Linked DNA regions of Mus musculus: region 1 is linked to region 2. Evidence: chromatin contacts called from public Hi-C data. All regions are on one chromosome and are shown on one strand. The core of a region is the stretch at or near the end of the contact, and the rest is flanking DNA. Distances in the headings are between cores, read along the strand shown. Region 1 overlaps Farp1 (FERM, RhoGEF (Arhgef) and pleckstrin domain protein 1 (chondrocyte-derived)). Region 2 holds the start of Farp1 (FERM, RhoGEF (Arhgef) and pleckstrin domain protein 1 (chondrocyte-derived)).

Region 1 (2,889 bases), core at 343-2,842, 230 kb after region 2:
CGAACACATGGCAGGCTTTTCTGGTACCCGTAGGCTAGCCCTCTGAGACTGGTGAGCTGCTTGTTGTCTTCTTTGTACCAGGACCTGTCTTCTCAATGATTTTCCAATAAAGCCCAGCAGAGCAGCTCATAGTGGGGAGTGCTGCAACTCTAAGTCGCTCCAGCAGAGGGTGCCTATCCATTCCAGAAAGTAGTTAGTTATCTGTGCTGCAAACTCCATCCCTGGCTGTACTTGAAAGCCATGGAGGGATTTGAAAAATGCAGATTGCTAGGCTGCTGTCAGCCCTGTTTAGTTTGGACTTTGGAGTTGAGACCTTGAAATTTTTATTTTTCGGGTACTTCTCGGGGTAACTGCTCTGGGGAACAGCTGGCACCTCTGCCCAGTAAATGGTAAATACTGAACATAGGAGTCTTTGGTTTGCGCTTCACAGAGTGAATTGAATTGCACTTCTTTATTCTGTGTGCAAGCACGATGAGTTCCATGCGTGAAGGGCACGGACTGTGGTTCTGTTTGCTAAAGGACTGATCCCCCAAACTAACTCTTAAAGAGGATCTGTGGAGCTTCAGGAGGAGCGGCCCCGAGGGAGATTATGGGACGGGGCCTGTCTTCTCAGATTCCTGGCTCGAAGTGTGAGTCCTTGTTAAAACAAGCAATCACACCATTACCACCAGCCTTCCTACCCAACGCGCAACACCATGGCCACGGGGCTGCTTGAACCAGGAAGGCTTTGAGCTCTGTAAACCTTCTTCTCTTTATGGGTAGCTCGTCCCTGGTATTCTGTGGTAGGATCAAGAAGCCGACTAGTGTAATTAGTGACTCTGTGGCTTGGGCTTTGCTCACAGAAGGCAGTGGGCCAAGGGTCTGCAAAGGAGGGTTCAATGTCCCAGAGAGGCACAGAACCCTGCTTCTAGCCTGGCGTTGGAGGACATATGGGACAGTAATGCCTACATAAAGCAGGCAACTGTGGCCTGATTACAGTCAGTGAGAAGAATGGGCTACCGCTGAGTTTATTAGGAAGGGAGTTTGCGCAACTACAGACAGAGAGAAAGCTTAGGTAAAGGTTTATGCTTCTATGTATTATCACATAGGAAACAAACGAAAGAAGTAAAGGAAGGAGGATGCCTGGGAAACACAGGTTAATTAACTCATGTTAATTAAGGTAGTTAAGAAACGAAGTGACTGTTGTAGAACACTTTGCTAGCACACACAGACGAAGCCCTGGATCACAGCAGAATCTGAGGTAGACATCCAGCCGTCCGTGGCTGAGCGGTACTTGCTCACCTGTAAACTGTGAGTCGGAAGGTACCCCTCACAGGACTGTTTCATACATGTAAAGATCGAGTGTTGGCAACCGGCTCCACCTCTGTGCCCCACACAGAAAGGAGGAAAGCTGATAGGTTTGGGATTTTGATTTGATTTTGTGTATATGTGTGATAGGTAGGTATGTGCAGGTCAGAGGATAACTTTGGGGGTTGGTTCTTGCCATCTTGCTGCAGTGGGGTCTCTTGTTTCTGTTGTGTTGCACACTCCAGGCTCTGGCCCACACGCTTCTGGGTGATTCTGCTGCCTGCACCTCCCATCTTGCCACAGGCATGCTGGGATGGGCAGATGTAAGCAGCCACTTCCGGCTAAAAAGAAAACACACACACACACAAAACCCCATGGACCCTGGGAATTAAACTTCAGGCTTGGCAGCCACTGATTTCCCACTGAGCCATCTCCTGGTAAGAACCTAAGTAAGCGTTCTAAAAAGTTAACTGAATTCGAAACACTCTTAGATTTGCTGGCTTGATAAATTTCCTGTGCAGGCCTCCCTCCCTCCCCTCTAGTTGAGCATGCTCTGTGTCACGTGAAAACAAACCAGCAGTGTCCTGTTCTGGTGTCAAACTGTAGATTTTATTCCTTGCTATTTTCTGGCTTTGGCAGTTTTCTTCTGATTTGATTTGGTTTGGTTTTGGTTTTGGTTTTTCCTGGAACTTGCTCTGTAGATCAGGCTGGCCTGGCCTGAAACTCACAGGGATCCCCCTGCCTCTGCCTTCAGAGTGCTGGGATTAAATCAGGTGCCACCATGCCCAGTCCATTGCTGTTTCCAGTTATTATTGTTAAAAGAAAGAAATAGAAAGTTTTGCTGCATGAGAAGTTCCTCGGATTCGATGCAGGTGTGGTTCCCCCTTGGCAGGCCCACAGGGGACTGTAGACCTGTCAACGGTGGGGAAACCCAGGGCAGAACTCAGATCAGGAGGTTTGCTGGAATGCTTCGGCCACCCCAAGTCTGTTAACACCCTTGTCCCTCTGCGCCATGCAAACATACCCAAGCAGAGGATGAAGGCCTAAGGCTGCACAGAGCTGGCCCAAGCCGACGTACGCCTTCCTCAGAACAGAACAGTAACTTGACTGATGAGTTCTGCGATGGGGCTGGAACGCTCTTTTTCTTTTTCCTTTTGAAAGCAAAGTCCTGCTTACTCAGCTGTTCAAACACACTCAGAGAAAGCCACCTTGGGATGGGCGGACGCTCCATCCAACACACAGCTACCCCACCTCCAAGGTAGACGGAGAACCTGTCCAGAGACAGATTCTCCAAGTTTGAAAATGGCAGGGACCTGCAGGGCCAGCGGAAGAAAGAGCAGCACCTTGCTCATGGTACTGCCCTGCCTGCCGCTGGCTCCCCTTGCCCTCTCTGAGCTGTCTGTATGCTGTCTCAAATTACTTTCCCTCACCATCACAAAGCCTCAAAAAGCAGAATTGTCCTTTATATCCAGTCAGCGTTTACACCAGGCCTACACTAGTTTAAAGATAAATTCCTACTTAGGCCCAGAGGAGACCTCAGCTCTTTGAGTCCAGTCAGATGCGTTGGGTGGCCCAACACTAGGTTTTGATCTGAATTCTGAA
Region 2 (3,093 bases), core at 476-2,975:
ACACAGTCCCCGGACCAACCAAAATACATCACCCGGAATGTTTGAAACAGACCGATACAGAATCCGAACTGGGACAAGATTCCCAGGCGATTCCACAGCATCAGAGGTTGTTAGTAAAGCCAGGCTGCACACTGGGAATAACCTGTAATAACTTTAAACCCATCCATGTCATGTCCCAACCTCAGAAATCAGTCTGGCCACTGTCTTCTTATCCTGTGAAGAGACTCTGAACCTGTGGTCGGTTCCCCATTATAGCGGTTCTTAAGGTGTGATAATTGCTTGAATTTGCTTTCCTTTACTGGGCCTGGTGGTTCAGACCGAAATCCTAATGCTTAAGAGGTAGAGGCACGAGGACCAGTCTGGGCTACATGAGGAGACTTTCTGGGGAGGAGTGGGAGAGGAATTTAAAATCGAGTGCTGCTGCTCTTGGTGGCAGTTTGACCACTACACTTAAGAAAATTACTGGCTGAAAATAGCTCACCCATACTTGTAAAGCCACACACAGTTTGGCCACAGAGCTAGCTTCCAACCCACCCATGATTCTCTCTAGCAAATCGCCCAAGGCCTGTCTGGTTCCCCAGAGGCCAGAGGGATTTTGCAGCATGCAAGAAACAGCCCCAACCCTCCGCAGACTGCTTTTGACTCCCATGACTTACAGGTGCCCCTCTCTGATAATCAAGCTTTCATGTCTTCAGCCTCCCTCCCTAGCCACAGAGACAATTTCACTTGGTTAAGTTCAGTTGTAGCTCCGTTGTAGTTGCGACTGAGGTCAGTGAACTCCTCCAGGGTGGAAAATGACCGGAATCTGAGCCAAATTGGCTCTAGGGGCGGGTCCACACTAGCCTCTGGATCCGGCAGAACAAGGCTTTCCTGTGTTCCATACGGTCAGTGGCCCAAGATCTTTCCCAGACAGAGACAGGGAAGAAGGACGAAGGAAAAATGGCACCTAGTGGGTGGGGATAGTGATTGAAAGTCACCTAGTATCGTGGGCCTTCTGATCATGAATCTTCCGACTATATCACCAAGTTCTGGGGGAAAAAAAAACGGAATCAAATAACTGCAAGTCATTCTAAATCTCGCCACACTAAGCAGGGCATTCTGCTGTCCCTGGTCGGAGAGAGGTGGGGTTGGGCACTGTCCTGGGATTCGCTCAGGTGGTGGGCACTGAGCCCGAGCAGCATCAGAGGTGGCACCTGTGTCTCTGGCATTGAATACCGCGCCGCTTAGGGTGGTGCCGGAAGCCTGCGCTAGTGGCCTGGAAGGGGTGGGGGGCGGAATTCGTGGGTCTTTGTAAAACGCTTTCCACGTGATGTCGTAGTTCTCTGTCAGGCTTCCAAAGGCGACCTGCGGAGTCAGTGCCACGAATCTCCCTCCGGGCCTCCGCATCCCGCTGGACACCAGCGACTAGCGCTCGCGTCTCCGCGGTGGCGCTTCTTCCCGCTCTTGGCTTGGTGGTGCAGCTCAGACACCAGCTCTTGCCACACGCCCAAGTAAGGCACAGCTCCAGGGTGGCGTGGCCCTGCCCACGGTCCACCTTTCTGCGCACCTGCCTCCGGGGCGGGGCGGAGCGGGGCGGGGCCGCTGTGCGGGCGCAGGTCACGGCTCGGACGCTGGAGGGGGCTGTGGCTCTCCGCCGTCCCCAGGCTGTGCCCAGGCTCCCCCTGCCGAGGGCTCGGCCCAGGCCCTGGGAGGGGCAGTGGTGGCCCTCATTTCCCGCTCAACAGCCTCGGAGGCGGCTGGTCCCGGCGCGGGCGCAGCGGCTGCGGGGAGCGGGGAGCCCGGAGAAGGTGCGGGGCGGGGACGCGGCCACCGCCCGCTCTGCGCCGCTCCTCCCCACGCGAGTGGCGCTCGGGCCGGGCGTCGAGGCGGCCGCGGCGACCCGGAGCTCGCTCCCCACCCACCCCGCCTGCTCCGCCCTCCCCTCCGCCCCGCGCCACCTTTGATGGCTCGGACCTCGGCCGGCCGCCGCCTGCCTAGCTCGCGCGCCCGCCGCCCGCGGGGACCCCTCGCTCGCCGCCGCCGCGCCCTCGCCAGCCTTGCAGCCCGCAGCCCGCAGCCCGGACCCGGAGCCACCGAGGTAGGAGGCGTGCGGCGAACAATGACCGCGGCGGGAGGGCGGCCGCCTGGGTGGACCGGGCCGCGGCGGCAACTTGTGCGAGTCCCCGCGCTCGCGGCCCTGGGCGCCGGCCGAGCTGGCTGCGGAGTCCACGGGAACGGTCCTTTTTGTAGCCGGCGGCCGCAGGCCCCGCAACAATAGCAGAAGCCACGGTTCCTCGGGCACCGGTGGAGCTCACCTCCGCGGACCTGGGCTGCGGGGCTCTGAGCTCGTGGGTTCTCCCCAGCTTGGCTTCCTCTCCTTGGGCGCCCCTCCCCCGCTTCCTCCCATCCCACCCTGCCGGGTGACAGCGCCCCCGACGCCTCTTCCGGACCTCAGGCTGCAATCTCGGCTCTGGAGGTCCGTCTCCCGGCAGCACGGGTGCCGCCGTGCCGCCGGGTCACTGCATCTCGCCCACGGGCGGCGAGAACCTCCCGGTGGGTGACAAAGAGGAACACGCCCTCTTAAGTTAGATCTTGTTTCTCTTTACTCTCTGCCTTATGGAGGGGGAAGTTTCCCCCTCCCTTTTTAAAGCACAGGATATATATTATTATTTTTGTGTGGGGGGACGGGGAGTTCAGAACTTCTGATTGTGATTTTTTACGATTTAAGTTCGGAAAACTTTAGCCTTGTGATCCATCCGGACCCCGGTGAGTCTTAGACCTAGGGGTCGTGGAGGAGTACCAGATTCCTTGTTGGGACCCGGAAACCACGGCTGGCAGGGATTTTCTAGAGTCCCCCTAGAAAATAGGGAGGTAGGGCTCACAAAGGAACGAGGTTTGAGACGTGCTGGTGAAGATGTGGGAGCGAATAACTGCCTCTCATCTGGAACAGTTTACCAGGCTCAGCTTCTCCTCCCCTCCCCGGCTCCGGCTCCGGAGTTCAGTGGCCTCCGGCTGTTTCATTTATTTTTGTTTCAGCCTTCCTCCGTGCTAGTTTACCGCGTTTGACAACCTTAAACCTGGCCCCTGCCCATGGTTTACCCTCCAGACTTCCAA

What was found. Hi-C and Micro-C count contacts between places; a contact is called where the count stands out from the background.
Region 1: a contact with region 2 is called in a Hi-C map of Th2 cells, with 2.3 times the contacts expected there. The contact joins the enhancer-like site here to the promoter of Farp1 in region 2. A contact is called at or near these places in 13 of 39 promoter capture datasets (the 3T3-L1 cell line, cranial neural crest, embryonic stem cells and 7 more), 1 of 15 datasets of contacts at CTCF or cohesin (embryonic stem cells), 17 of 484 Hi-C or Micro-C datasets (the AML12 cell line, the C2C12 cell line, the HL-1 cell line and 9 more), 15 of 115 datasets of contacts at active chromatin or transcription factors (craniofacial prominence, embryonic basal ganglia, embryonic forebrain and 11 more) and 3 of 9 other capture datasets (adipose tissue, embryonic stem cells and pancreatic islet).

What each region holds. Positions count from the first base shown.
Region 1 is chr14:121,259,844-121,262,732 of GRCm38.p6, forward strand. All of the region lies in intron 16 of Farp1 (FERM, RhoGEF (Arhgef) and pleckstrin domain protein 1 (chondrocyte-derived)), which reads left to right. Among named protein-coding and RNA genes, the nearest start is that of B930095G15Rik, 13 kb to the left of the region's middle. Within about 2 kb of position 1,593, at least 39 of the 459 cell types and tissues checked have an H3K27ac peak or open chromatin away from gene starts, as enhancers often do. A contact at or near this core is called in Th2 cells and memory CD8 T cells, where this site is marked.
Region 2 is chr14:121,033,849-121,036,941 of GRCm38.p6, forward strand. It overlaps Farp1 (FERM, RhoGEF (Arhgef) and pleckstrin domain protein 1 (chondrocyte-derived)), which reads left to right and starts at 1,726. Exons shown (of 27, transcript NM_134082.3): 1 at 1,726-2,077.